5 separate regions of the Mus musculus genome follow, and all the other regions are linked to region 2. The links are chromatin contacts, called in public promoter capture Hi-C maps. All regions are on one chromosome and are shown on one strand. Each heading gives the region's core, a stretch centred on a gene start, on an enhancer-like site or on the middle of the called end of the contact. The rest is flanking DNA. Distances are from core to core; before and after follow the strand shown.

The links. Capture Hi-C pulls out chosen DNA fragments and counts their contacts.
Region 1: a contact with region 2 is called in a promoter capture Hi-C map of liver, with 4 times the contacts expected there. The contact joins the promoter of Psmd1 here to the promoter of Dgkd in region 2. A contact is called at or near these places in 2 of 115 datasets of contacts at active chromatin or transcription factors (double positive thymocytes and microglia) and 2 of 9 other capture datasets (adipose tissue and liver).
Region 3: a promoter capture Hi-C map of adipose tissue shows a contact between it and region 2, with 4 times the contacts expected there. The contact joins the promoter of Nmur1 here to the promoter of Dgkd in region 2. A contact is called at or near these places in 1 of 39 promoter capture datasets (pre-B cells) and 1 of 9 other capture datasets (adipose tissue).
Region 4: a contact with region 2 is called in a promoter capture Hi-C map of adipose tissue, with 3 times the contacts expected there. The contact joins the promoter of Pde6d here to the promoter of Dgkd in region 2. A contact is called at or near these places in 2 of 39 promoter capture datasets (embryonic stem cells and hippocampal neurons), 2 of 115 datasets of contacts at active chromatin or transcription factors (embryonic forebrain and large pre-B cells) and 2 of 9 other capture datasets (adipose tissue and liver).
Region 5: a contact with region 2 is called in a promoter capture Hi-C map of adipose tissue, with 3 times the contacts expected there. The contact joins the promoter of Ncl here to the promoter of Dgkd in region 2. A contact is called at or near these places in 1 of 39 promoter capture datasets (pre-B cells), 1 of 484 Hi-C or Micro-C datasets (B cells), 1 of 115 datasets of contacts at active chromatin or transcription factors (large pre-B cells) and 2 of 9 other capture datasets (adipose tissue and liver).

What each region holds. Positions count from the first base shown.
Region 1 is chr1:86,063,333-86,066,032 of GRCm38.p6, reverse strand. Psmd1 (proteasome (prosome, macropain) 26S subunit, non-ATPase, 1) reads right to left here and starts at 1,414. Exons shown (of 25, transcript NM_027357.2): 1 at 1,228-1,414. The coding sequence starts at 1,243.
Region 2 is chr1:87,852,016-87,854,715 of GRCm38.p6, reverse strand. Dgkd (diacylglycerol kinase, delta) reads right to left here and starts at 1,429. Exons shown (of 30, transcript NM_177646.3): 1 at 1,260-1,429. The coding sequence starts at 1,415. It overlaps Gm19582 (predicted gene, 19582), which reads left to right and starts at 417. Exons shown (of 2, transcript NR_136921.1): 1 at 417-745; 2 at 858-1,369.
Region 3 is chr1:86,386,692-86,389,391 of GRCm38.p6, reverse strand. Nmur1 (neuromedin U receptor 1) reads left to right here and starts at 1,251. Exons shown (of 2, transcript NM_010341.1): 1 at 1,251-2,079; 2 at 2,679-2,700. The coding sequence starts at 1,251.
Region 4 is chr1:86,581,531-86,584,230 of GRCm38.p6, reverse strand. Pde6d (phosphodiesterase 6D, cGMP-specific, rod, delta) reads left to right here and starts at 1,446. Exons shown (of 5, transcript NM_008801.3): 1 at 1,446-1,931. The coding sequence starts at 1,882. Cops7b (COP9 signalosome subunit 7B) reads right to left here and starts at 1,310. Exons shown (of 8, transcript NM_172974.3): 1 at 1,135-1,310.
Region 5 is chr1:86,358,048-86,360,747 of GRCm38.p6, reverse strand. It overlaps Ncl (nucleolin), which reads left to right and starts at 1,293. Exons shown (of 14, transcript NM_010880.3): 1 at 1,293-1,542; 2 at 2,525-2,641. The coding sequence starts at 1,525. C130036L24Rik (RIKEN cDNA C130036L24 gene) reads right to left here and starts at 1,164. Exons shown (of 2, transcript NR_015507.3): 1 at 741-1,164.

The DNA.
Region 1 (2,700 bases), core at 165-2,664, 1.8 Mb after region 2:
ATTCTATTAAGCACCCACACAACTATGATCAGTGAAGCCACCACTTTGAAGACCAGTGGTAATGGCGGGGCCTAAGCCTATTCTTACAAGTGGCAAAAAATCTAGTATTTTCCTCCAGAGCTAATTGGAAAAAAGAAAAGAAAATGCTTCTTTTGATGGGAACTAAAATTCATTGCAATCATCTGTCTCTATCAGGACAAAAGTCTAACTTCAAGTCCAAACACTTCTTCACGTGTTTAAAAATAACCAGCACAGAGTGTAGTAGTACACTACACATTTTTAATCCTAGTATTTAGGAAGCAGGGGCAGGAGATCTCTGTGAGTTTGAGGTCAGCTTGGTCTACACAGTGAGTTCGAGGACAGCTAGAGCTACACAGTGAGACCCTCCCCACCGTACAGCATACTGTCTACTGAGAACCCGTTTGTTCAAAATCAAATACTTGTAGAACAAGTACAGAATAGGAATAACAACCAAGCAAGGGTACGCAAGCAGCCAGGGCTGAGAAAGCATCGAGACTGGGAACAGCTATACGCAGTTCAAGTCTGTAGTGGGCTTGAAAAATCTCCATGTAGAAGTTCATCTCCCTCCACACCTTCCCATTTCAAAAGCCATTACAAGTATCTACCATACAAGTGTGCGAAACCTGCTTTGCAGTCCTGAGGATCTAAACACACACAGTAAGGTGGCTCTCCAGTCAATGCTGCCTTCACTGAACGAGGTTCTTAGGTGAATACGGTAGCACCAAAAACCCAGCCACCTCAAACCTAATTTCGGACTTCCAGGAGAAGATATCTCATGCACAAGCCAGAAGCACTTAGTGTAGCAGTTAGGCTGCCAGGCCAGGACCTGCTATAAGATGCTTACGATGACACCGGGGCCCATCCCAAACCGAAACACCTGCGGGGAAGGATTGGGGGGTCACTCGACCAAGAAGCGGACAGAGAATAAAGGTCCAGCGACCGCCTAGGAGCCCGGTCTGGTCCTGGAACGGGGGTGTGGCTGGAGAGGGACGGCCGGGTGGCTACCTGGTCCTATTCCTACGAACCCCAGGGGCCTGCAGTGACCTGGCCAGTTTCCCAGCCCTCGATCCCCGAGGTGGGCCTCGGGCAGAGGGGCCTCGCAGGCCGGCGCTCGACCCGGAGGTGCCCAGTCACCCGCCCTGACTCAGCTAAACGCCGGCGCGGCGGCGGCTCCTCACTGGGGCGCCTGCTCCCGGCAGCACTCACCGGCTGAAGTGATCATGGCTGCGCCCTGCACTCGCCGATCCACTCGTCCACAGTCCTGGCCAAGCCCTGGATCTGTCAGCTCAGGGCCCGCTTGCTCTACCGCACCTCCAGGGTCCCGGGTGCGCTGCTCAGTCAGTCCCCTCCACAGGCCGCCGGCTCGCTTCTAGCCGAGGACCCCGCCCGCCCTAGGGCTGCCCGCATCTCCGCCTGAGGCTTGGCTCAAATTCACCGCCACGCTGTGTCTTTTATGCAGCTTCCGCCTCTCGAGATCATGCAACAAGGTAAAAAAACATGTCGTTGTTTTTTATAACTCTCCGTGAAGTCAGAGATCTGGCCGGCTGCGAACGGACATTCATTTCTAGTTGCAATCAGGCTTCAAAATAGACACCCTTGCAAAGAGAGGCCCACTCATCACCCGCCATTGCTAAGAGAATGAGTGTTAGGGGAGGTATAAGCATTGCTCGCAGCGCCACCTAAGGCTATGGAGGTCTCACTGCAATAATGCCCACCAACCCAAGACTACAGGGAAGTATTTTCTTAGAAAAGCGACTGAGGCAGAAGGATCTTGAATTCGAGGCCAGCCTGGGCTATAAAAGATCTGCTATCAAAGTAGGGGAAGGTGGTGGTGGGATAATGCTGGAAAGGCGACTTGGTCGCTTAAGTGGTTGCCATAAAAGCATGAAGACCTGAAGTTGAGTTAGGATTCCCAGTGGCCGGTGTAAACCCAGTGCTGGGGGAGGTGAAGGCAGGTGGATATCTGGGGCTTGCTGGCCGGCCTGTGTAGCCGGTTGGTGAGCTCCTGGTCTAGTAAGAGACTCTTGTTTCCAAAAAATAAAGTGGCTGGGTGTTGTGGTTCACACCTTAATCACAGCACTCAAGAAGCAGAGGAAAAGGCAGGAAGATCTCTGTGGATTTAAGGCCAGCCTGGCCTACAAGTGGGTTCCAGGACAGCCAGAGCTACAAAGTAAGACCTTGAGGAGTGTGGGGGTAGGGAAGGAAGAGTGGGAGAGCAATTGAGGAAGACACCCAATGTCAACCTCCGGCCTACTTGCGTATATGTGTATATATGTGTATATACATATACATGTGTATATGTTTGACACAAACTTGCCTCCATGCCTGTGTCTTTCGTACAGCCTCATCCAGCGAAGGCCCCCCTCCCCCCAAATATGAACATACACAAAAATAGACTGTCCAGGTGTCAAACATGGTGGTACACCCCTTGGGAGGCAATGGTAGGCAGATCTCTGTGAGTTCCAGGCCAGCCTCATCTCCATAGTGAATTCTAGTGAAGGAGGAGTCAATTGTGAGACCCTGTCTTAAAAAGGCTGGGTTGGTGGCAGTTCGGAGAGTTGCCTTTAGTGGTTAAGCTTCCAGAGAACCCAAGTACAATTCTGAGCACCCACATCGAGTAGCTCACAACTACTTGTAACTCCAGCTCCAGGGGGTTTGATGCTCTCTTTTGGCCTCCAC
Region 2 (2,700 bases), core at 180-2,679:
ACAACAACCAGAACAGCTGGTATAGCAGCTATTGTTTTTGTCCAGAGGAAAGGCAGGGAGACACCTCCTGACCAATAAAACTCTGGACTCAATGCAATTTCGGAGGAGTCCACCGTCCCCACCGCGATCCTGGCCTTCACTCACCATTCCCCTCAGTCAGAGAGTCTGATCTGCCTCACACCACTACCTATCTTAAGGACCAAGCACTAGGAAAGGGCATTTCCATTAGTATCAAGGCTCCTTAAACTTGTTCCTGGGGCTGTAATTGTTATAGCTAGAATAACACAGGTGTTAGGTCCCGTGTGCTGAATGACTTGGGTACCACATAACAAATGGACCACGTCAGCACCTAAATGGCACCCCAATCCCCAACCCCGGCAAGTAACAGAGGGTGGCAGATGATCAAGCAAGAAATGGTTTTTCCAGTAAAGGGTAACTAACTGGCCTCGGAGGAAAAGCGCACTGCAGCAGGATGAGCAAGCCCGTGCCAGCCGGAACTGCCAAGGCTGCCCCACGGTGGCAACCTGCTAGCCACCACCTGTCCAGCCACCTGCCTGAGGAAGCCCTTCCAACAAGGAGGGCTCACCTCGGCAAGAAACCATACGCAGTTTTCAAGAGGAACCAGAAAGGAAAAGCAAAGGGTGCAACTTTATTCTTAGGGAAAGACAACAAAAAGGCATGTGTCTCTCTGCACTGCAACCCGAGCGGCTGGAGTTCTCCACGGAGAGAGTTCTGAGCCCAGCGGGTGAGGAGTCCCGGCTTTCCCAAGGAGGGAGGAGGGTGAAAGGGAGGAAGAGAGGGAGGGAGAGAGGGAGAAGCGGCCACTACACGCGCATCCCTTCCCTTTCGGAACATAGGGGTGAGGACCCCGCAGCGGGCTGAGCAGTGGAGGGAGAGCCTGACGCAGGTGAGTACGGGAAGCTGCACCCGGTGCTCAGACCTACAGACCCCCCAGGCCTCGGGGAGCACGCGCCTGCGGCCCCCGCAGCGGTCCCCGCAGCGGCCCCAGCAGCACGCCGGGCCTCGGTCTCCTCAGCGGCGGCGCCCACCTGCGCCCAGTCCCCGCAGACCGGTCCCCGCGGCCCCGTCCTCGCGGCCCGGTCCCCGCGGTCCGTTAAGCCGCGGCGCGCTCGGCCCCGTAGCAGCGACCGCAGGACCTCGGGCCCGGCAGGGCCTGGGCGGCCGCTCGCACACGGTCACGGGCCTCGGCAGGGACCGCGGCGTGAGGGGCGCGCGCCCGGCCGACGCCGCGGGCTCACCTTCTGCCGGATCTGGCCCGACGTGGACACCTTACGGATAAGCTTCTGCGGGGAGCCCGGCTCAGCCTCGGGTTCACTGTCGGACGACTCCTCAGGCGGCGGCGGCGGAGGTGGCTGAGGAGGACCCGGCGGAGGGGCGCCCGCCGCCGCCGCCATGCTGCCCGGCCAGCGCGCGCGCCGCGGGGGGGCGGGGCGGGGCGGGGATGGGATGGGCCCAGCGCCTGGGGCGGAGCCTGGGCGGGGCGGGGCCTAGAGGCCGGCCGCCCCACCCCACCGCGCCCCCATAGGCAGTGGGCGCAGACGTAGGCTTGCCGGGCCCTTGCTGGGTTGTTTCGGCCTGACCCATCTCTTTCCTTCTGATGTCTTCTGTCGTTTTCTTCTTGGAACACAATTTCTAGTTTTTGTCTCTGAGTACACTGTTTTATCACTCATACCCGAGTGTAAGTGATCTCTAGGAGGCCGCTGGACTATGTTGGTGAAACAGTTTACAGAGTGCGTGAAAGTACACCCAGAGGGAGAACTTCTGTTAAGGCCACTGTTAAGGAAAGATGGAGAACCGGGGAACCGTGTTGTAGGCAGAGGCTAGATCTGTGCAAAGGCCCAGAGGCAAAAAGAAAAAAGAAAGGAAGGAAGGGATTTAGAGGGGCTTAGAGGGAGGAAAATGGGACTAGGACAGGAACTGGAGAGCTTTGGGATCGAGGCTCTGAGGACCAGATACGGGATTGGCCTTTTCTGCTGAGACCTGAGGGCAGCAAGAAACCCGGTTGGAGTTGGGGGAGTAAAGAGGTAGATAAGCTGAGCCTGGCTGGGTCACAAAGCGGAGGATCTATGAAGTATTAAGGCAAATAGGCACTCTGAATTACTGGCTGGGGCTGAGAGATAGAGAAGGGAACTGAGATTCAGAAGGGAGGGATGGGGTACTAGAGAGACATAGCAGAATGAACTCTGAGCCAAAGGAGGACCCTATGCAGTTAGAAAAGGAGTGGCTTCCGTTTGGAGTTTTGTTTTTTTGTTGTTTTGTTTTGTTTGGGCATATTGAGATGGAAAAGGACTTGGGGCCAACCAGGACAATGTGCTACCTTCCTGCTCTGCTCTGCTCTAAGAGGCAAGTCAGCAGAGGACCACCTTGGCTATCCCTTCACCCTTTCAGAGGCTGCTGCTGGAGACCCACCAATCAGCAAGCTTTGGGCCTCTGGACAACTGGACAACTCATTCTAGTGGCAATACAAGTCAGATACCACCAGGAACCACAGGAGGTTCCTAATCTGGCACAAAGATGAGGCCAGGATACTGACCTCCCAACCAGTACAGAGGATGACTTTTGTGAAAAAGATCTGAGATGCCTGGATGAACCAGGACACACTCCACCTATGCTGTAGCCACTGGCTACATACAAGTACTTATATTTAAATTCCTATTAACTAGTACCAGCCTAGGCTAA
Region 3 (2,700 bases), core at 2-2,501, 1.5 Mb after region 2:
ATCTGTCAGTGGGAGCCAGGGCGCACAGGACCTCCTGGGCAGAAGGCATGGTAGGTGAGCGGGATACGGGCCCTGACAGGAGCGGCTCTCAGAGTGAGATGGGTGGAAAAACTCTGTGAGACATTTGGGGGTTGTGGGAGAGACCTCTCAGTTAGTCAGTTTATTTCTGTCATTTTTCTGATGACTGTCGTCTCAGCGCTGCTCTCTTGAACCTGGGCTGTCACCTGCCCATCCCCAGCTCCTCTCCGTGAGAGTTCCGAGAGTGAGAACTCCAGGTCTAGTAGGTGCAAAGAATATAAAATATTTAGACTGGGAGTGATTCAGGTGACAGAAAACAGAATCAAATTTGGGTCAAAGTACAGTTTTTTAGCTTTTTCACTCCTTCACTTAACCCCTACGGTGGCTTTCTCTTCACACCAAGGTCACACACAGCGTTCTGTATGTCAGGTCTGCCATGTGTCGATGCTTTTTGTGGATTAAATACCGGGATCTTGCACCTGGAGTTGGGGAGGTCAGGTCTGCCCTGGCAGTTGCTTTAGGAGCCCCGGCTCTTTAAAGACCAAGCAATACTGCAGTTGCACCCACTTTTCTGAGGTCCACATCAAGTGGCTCTCCTGAAGTCTGTCTTAAAAGGGAGACAGCCAAAGGAGATAGCCAAGCGTTCTTGGAAAAACCTGGCATTTCTTCAAAGATTCCAGTAGATTGTAAAGGGCCAATCTTATCATTTAAAAAGTATTTCATTTGTGTGTGTGTGTGTACTTGTGCATATATACTGTTTGCATGTATGTGTGTAGAGGATAGAGGATAACTCTTTGTTGTTGTTGTTGTTGATTGGTTTTTTGTTGTTTGTTTTTGTTTGTTTTTTAGACAGTGTCTCTCTCTGTAGTTCTAACTGTCCTGGAACTTGCTCTGTAGCCCAGGCTAGCCTCAAACTCACATGAGACCTGCCTGCCTCAGCTTCCTTCGCGTTGGGATTAAAGCTGCGCACTACCACTGCCCGGCCAATTTTATTATTTTCAAGGTTTGCACTCCGGATACTCTGTAGTTGAAATGCACTTTAGTGGGTGGCAGATGCTTTCTTTCCCAGTGGCATGTGACTAATCAGTCCTCTACAGTGTGATAACTTAGGACAGAGCTGGGATTACCTAAATGACTTCTGGGTATCTCCCCCTTCTATCCTACAGACTCCTCCCTGCCTCAATTGTTCCATCTTTCCTGGAGCGCTCTCCCCAAATGCTTCAAGGAGCCCCCTGGTCTGCAATATCAGTGAGTTCAAGTGGCCCTATCAACCTGAGGATCTGAACCTTACCGATGAGGCCCTGAGGCTGAAGTATTTGGGGCCACAGCAGATGAAACAGTTTGTCCCCATCTGTGTCACGTACCTGCTGATCTTCGTGGTGGGCACTCTGGGCAACGGGCTGACCTGCACCGTCATCCTGCGCAACAAGACTATGCGCACGCCCACCAACTTCTACCTCTTCAGCCTCGCTGTGTCCGATATGCTGGTGCTCCTGGTGGGCTTGCCTCTGGAGCTTTATGAGATGCAGCAAAATTACCCGTTCCAGCTGGGTGCGAGTGCCTGCTACTTCCGAATACTGCTCTTAGAGACCGTCTGCCTAGCTTCAGTGCTCAATGTCACAGCCCTGAGTGTGGAGCGTTATGTGGCCGTGGTGCGCCCACTCCAAGCCAAGTCTGTGATGACACGGGCCCATGTGCGCCGCATGGTGGGGGCCATCTGGGTCCTCGCTACTCTCTTCTCTCTGCCCAACACCAGCCTGCATGGCCTCAGTCAACTAACTGTGCCCTGCCGGGGGCCGGTGCCCGACTCAGCTATATGTTCGCTGGTGGGTCCCATGGACTTCTACAAGTTGGTGGTACTGACTACCGCACTGCTCTTCTTCTGTCTGCCCATGGTCACCATCAGTGTGCTGTATCTGCTCATTGGGCTGCGGCTGCGGAGGGAGAGGATGTTGCTCCAAGTGGAGGTCAAGGGCAGGAAAACCGCAGCAACCCAGGAGACCTCCCACAGAAGGATTCAGCTGCAAGATAGGGGACGGAGACAGGTGACCAAGATGCTGTGTAAGTCATTGTTGAGGAGAAAGCTGAGCTTCCTCCAGTCTGGGGAAGGAATTGAGCTTCCAGGGTATTGTTTGCTTGCTTGCTTGCTTGTTGTTGTTATTGTTTTGAGAAAGGGTTTCAGGGCTGGTGAGATGGCTCAGCAGGTAAGAGCACTGACCACTCTCCTGGAGGTCATGAGTTCAAATCCCAGCAACCACATGGTGACTCACAACCATCCGTAATGAGAAACTAATAATAATAATAATAATAATAATAATAATAATAATAATAATAATAATAAAACAAAAAAAACCTATGGGCCAGACTTAGCAGGGACCAGAGCAAGTGGGGCTTGGGGTGGAGGGAGCGAGGCCAGAGAAAGACAGAAAAGGGAAGAGGGAAAAAAAGAGAGAAGGAGTTTCTTTGTGTAGCTCTGGCTGTTCTAGAACTTGCTGTGTAGACCAGAGATTCACCTGCCTCTACCTCCAAAGTACTGGGATTAAAGGTGTGCACCACCACTACCTGGCTCTCCTGTCTGCTTTTCTAGGACCGGAAGATAGTGAGCTGTAGATGCAAACTCTAAGCATGATGAAGATCAAATCTCTTCTCTGTCCTTGCAGTTGCACTGGTTGTGGTATTCGG
Region 4 (2,700 bases), core at 197-2,696, 1.3 Mb after region 2:
CATGCTGTGGTGACCCCCATCCCTAAAATAATTTTCATTGCTACTTCAGAACTGTAATGTTTCTACTGTATGGATCATAATGTAAACATTTTTGGAGATAGCGGTTTGCCAAAGGGATTTTTGACCCACAGTTTGAGAACCACTGCTTTAAGTTCAAATGTCATTTCCACCATGAAGTTTTGCCAGCTGTTAAAGGCACGTCACCAGAACCTCTAAGGCATTCTCCACTTGATCTTGACTAAAAGGCCAACAAGTAATCCTCTGTGGCATTCTGATATCTTTTCTTTTATGCCACTTGTCAACTCCATCTTGAATCTCCTTATCTCCCTAATCAGTTATGTATCTTCTGAATAACAGTGGCCTATCTTTTACTTAATTCAGTACCCAACCAAAACCAAAAACCAAAACAAGGTTTGTTGAGTTACTTGGAAGAAAAACAAACAAAATGGGTGGGTGATCAAATGGGTGGAGTGGGAACAAGAACAGGAAAGAAGGCCAGAGGAAGGACACAGGCGTCTCCAAGGAAACAGAGGGTTAAACCAACTTTATCTACTTTCTGGGGGAAAAACAATCATTAAATGTCAACTTGAATGTCAAAAAAGCAAATAAAAATAGCAAGACCTATCTAGTCTGAGGATAAAGGACTGTCACACCAGCTCCTTTCAGGAAATCCATGAAATAAATGCTTTCCTATTTTCTGGGTGTTTCAACACTAGTTCAGAAACTGTTCATTAAGGAGAAAAACAATCACATTGCCATGCTTCTAAAAATATTACCTCCCTAGTGTAGTGTAGATACTAGATGACAGGTCAGTAGATGTAAAGCCAGATTTTAACTGTGTCAATTTGCTGTGCTCTCTGGCCAGTCTCTGCCTCACCGGGTCTCTATTTCCTCATATTTAAAAACAAAAGATAAAGAGATTGGATTGGCAAAATCTTTTAAGTCTTCCTGTACTAACATTGAGTATAAACAATCTTTAGCTCACCCAGTCCAAAGCAGAAATATAACATAAACCCTGCAAAACAAGTAAAAATGAACTCCAGACTAATAAACTAACACTATTTGAGGAGGTCATTTTGTTCTGTTATCTCTCGTGGCTTAATATGTGGTTTTGTTGGTGGTTTGCAGTCTTACCATGGTTTGCAGACTCCTGAGTTCCATGTAAACAGAAGTTAACTGTCGGTGGGTTGTCACGTCTCCGGGGTAAAAGAAGACCTTCCTGCTGGGTTTCAAGTAACAGGATTCAGAAACCAACCCCATAGGAGGATTTCAAATATGTGCACACTGCTCGGCACACTGGAACCCAAGTTAAAAAGATGGAGCGCATAGTATGCTGGGACTTGTAGTCCCTGGCCTCTAATGGTGCGCTGGGATCGCCTGTGCTCTCTGGGATGCTGGGAAATGTAGTTTCTGCCACCTTGTACAGTGCAGCCTGCCATAGTCTCAGACCACTAGTGTGCCCGGCAACAAGAGCAGGCATCTCAAACGCCTCTGAAGATTTCAAGCCATCGCTCCTCTGGGACAAACTCTAGGCAACAACACGAAAGAAAATTCTGTCCTCCGGGACTCTCCAAGAGGGCCTTTCCCACTGACGCTCTCCGTCCCCGAGCGAAGCCGCTGAGCGTTGCTATTGGCTACTCAAGATGCCAATCGCCAAGGCTGGCTTGTCATTGGTTTCAAGGCGGGAGCTCCACGACTAGAGGGAAGGAGAAGGGATCAGGAGCGGGAGCTGAGGGGAGGGAGAGGCCGGTTCGGGTCTGGCCGCCACCGCTGTTCACCTGAGGTGTCCGGCCGGGCTGCGGCTGTCCTCGGTTCCTGGGTACCGTCTGCGAGGCCCCGCGGAGCCAGCGTGGGAGGGCCGCGGGCGGCAGGCGCCGCATCATGTCAGCCAAGGACGAGCGGGCCAGGGATATCCTGAGAGGCTTCAAACTGTATCCGCCCGGGAGCAGGGGCGGGGCTGGGAGGAGGCCGTGGCTCTAAGGAGCCAGGCTTTGGCAGGGGCGTCAGGTGGGCACCGGGGAAGAAGGGCTACGAGAAGGGGCAGGAAAGGAACTGTGTGCCGGGCCCCCGGGAGGGACCGCGAACGGGAGGCAGGCACAGGGGCACCCTGAGGGAGAAAGGGGACGTTGATGGAGCCTGGGGGGGGGGGGGGGCGGGGGGGAGGATGGAGGTGGAGGAGCCCCGGGACCTGGCTACTGCGAGAAGAGTTCCCATTTGAAATTAGGGTCCTGAAGGCCGGGAGGCCAGAAGGGGGCTGCAGTCCCCACGCAGAGGCTGAGGGAGTGCAGCAAGCTGGCCTCCTAGCCTGCCTAGGAGCGACTTTGGCGGGAAGCCCAGGGTGGGAGCAGGAGAAAGTGACTCCAAGCAAGTGACCTTGTATGTGGGGGATAATGTACCCCATCCCACCCCACCACACACACATCCGTCTTGTTTTCACAACTTTTCTTCCTCACTTGTGGCTTCTTATAGGGCTGGAGTAGTGGAGAGGTGGGGAAAGAGAAATTAAAGACGGACCCCATCTTAACACTTTGTTGGCCTTTGGAGCATTAACATCTCAAGTTCTCTTTCCAGCGAGATGAGAAATAGGAGGTGTGTGAGATGCATGAGGTACTTTGGTTTTGAACCGACTCCCGGCAAAATTATCTTTGGCATTGCTGAGGTTAACGCTTTATTATGGTGAAGCTGTTCACAATTACTTGA
Region 5 (2,700 bases), core at 44-2,543, 1.5 Mb after region 2:
CCCAAGAGTCTCCCTTGGTTCCATAATATACAGTACAAGGTGTGACCGGTCTCGCTATAAAGACAATGCCCCCACACCACAACTCGGGTTCGCCATCTCCTGCCCTGACAAGAGCGCACTGGTGTGTAGCTGTGGCTGCCCTCCACCGCGTTGGGAAGGCCGTAGTAAGTAAGCATCACACAGTGACTATTTCTACTTATCTCCAAAGGCCCGAGTTCAGATAAAAAAACTTGGGGACTCAACACATCCCACTCGCATTAAAATCTCCCGAGGTTGAAGTCAGGTATGATGGCATATGACTTTAATCACAGCACTAGGGAGGCAGGGGGATCTCTGAGTTCAAGGCCAGCCTGGACTACAGCGTGAGTCCCAGGGCAGCCAGGAATACACAGAGAAAACCTGTCTCATAAAATAACATCTCCTAGGTCGGGCCAGGCGTGCCGATACAGGTCGAGGCTAACATGGTCTACATGTGTGCTCTAGGACAGTAAAGAATAAAGTCCTATCTCAACTCCGGACGAAAACTCCACAGGTCATTTCTAGTGGATGTTGTTAGCTGATGAAGGGCGCCTGTGTGCTATGCTTGGAACCAGTTGGTTGCAATCCATTTAAAGCAACGCCAGACAACTCTCTCGTTCCCCCCGCCATGGAGGGAACCTGTGAGCGTGGTCACAGGCGGGCCGAGTACTTCTCCCCACCACACCAGGAAGTCACCTCTCTGAACCTGGAGTTATACCTACCGCGAGAGGTCACCGACATTACATGGATCGCTTGTGCACTGCTCGTACACACACACACGCACAACTGCTTTTATTAGGAGCTCTCAGGAAAGCGGGGACTCGCATCATAGCCAAGAAGCCGTTCGCGACTCCGCGGAGAACAGGCCGAGGCCCGCTCATCAGCCCGAGGGAACCCTAGGCCTTCCGGCGTTCTTCAGCAGGACCACGCGGCGCGGGGGAAAGCACCGAGAAACGCCCAGACCACCTGAGCATCGCCGCCCATGCTGCCTCGGAACACCTGAGGGAATCCGGGCCACGCCGCCACCTACCCGCGCCTCACACACAAGCCGCGCCAAACTCGCCCGTCCCACTGCGCAGGCGTGGGGAGAGCCCGGCGCTCAGGAGCATTCAAAGGACCCGCACACTGACCAGTCAACGTCCGCCTGGGCCCAAACGAGTCCCGCCCTCAGGAGCAGACGTCAGGCCCCGCCCCTAAGAGCCCCGCCCTCGTCAAGCCTTAGGCCCGCCTCACGCTGCCCCGCGTTAAGGCTCGCGGTTGGCTCCGGGGACGGACGCGAGCTCTGGTTGGTGGAGCCGAAGTCACGAGGACCCCCTTCGTCGCCTTTCCAGAGGCGATTACTGGGCAGGCTCAGTCTTTTGCCTCAGACGCTAGCTGTAGCTGGCAGGCGGTTGTACGTGCTCCAGAGTCGTCGGTACCCGCTACTGCAGTCGCTTTCGTGTGGCTTCCGCTGAGCTCTTCCGAGCTGCTCGCTCTCCACACGCGCCGCCGCCGTAATCCGCCACCATGGTGAAGCTCGCAAAGGTAAGAGGCCTTGGCGCGCCGACGCGGACGACTAGGCCCCTGCTTTCGGAGGGACGCGCGCGCGCCCGCCCGTCCGTCGCGGAGGGGAGGAGGGCTTGCGCGCAATCCCGGGCGCGTTCGAGGGCGCCATGCTGGGGGGGAAAGTCTCGCGCGACTAGCGGGAGGTCTCGCGGTGCTTGCCCTCTGACTTAGGGGGATGAGAAGAGCGGAGGCAGGTTTCCGGGAGGGCGATATCGAGGGTTCGGATGTAGCGGGCGGGAGGGGACGGTGTGAGGAGAGATCGGAGGAGCTGAGAGCGGATAGGGGCACGGCGTGGGAAGAGAGGGCCAACCTTAGGCGGCGAGCGGTCCCGGGGCCCCGCCTCCCCGCGCACGTGCTCTGGTGCGCGGCCCGCCACGTGCTCTGCGGAGCCCCGCACGTGTCGCGCGACCCGGGGCAGTGGGGGAGTGTCTGTAGTACCCCGGAAAGGGGGACGGCAGCGTGGGGATGGATGGGTGGCCCGGCGATCTGCTGTCTCTGCCGGTGACCGGGATGGACACGTGGTGGACCCCTGAGGTGGCGGCGTGGTGACTCCACGTGGTGGGGCTGGAAGCGAGAGAAAGTGGGAAGCAGTTGGGTTACGTGGTGCTGCTTTAAGAGGTGATTTCGAGATACCCCCTTCCCCAGCAAATAACTTAAAGGGATCCCTTTAACTGGGTTTTTTTTTTTTTTTTTTTTTTTTTTTTGTGGAAGATGCCAGAAAATAGATGGCCACGACTAGGAGACTTTATAACCTGTGGCTGTTTCTTGGTGTAGAGTTCTGTCTGCTCAGTTATCTGTGAGAAGGAAAAAAAAATTATGCGCGGTTCGCAGAAAAAACTGCCAGGAGAATGCCATGCCTGGCCAAGAAGAAGTCTTTATGCTTGTGTCCTTTAGTAAGAAAAAGGTGGTGGCCAAAGGCAAAGTGACTGAAAATGCGTGCAATTTTTGTGTGCGTTTGTAGGCTGGCAAAACCCACGGTGAGGCCAAGAAAATGGCTCCTCCTCCAAAGGAGGTGGAAGAGGATAGTGAAGATGAAGAAATGTCAGAAGATGAAGATGACAGCAGTGGAGAAGAGGAGGTAAGAAGCTATTTGCAGCAATAAACCGGTGGAATTGAATGTCTGGAAGTCTTAGAAAT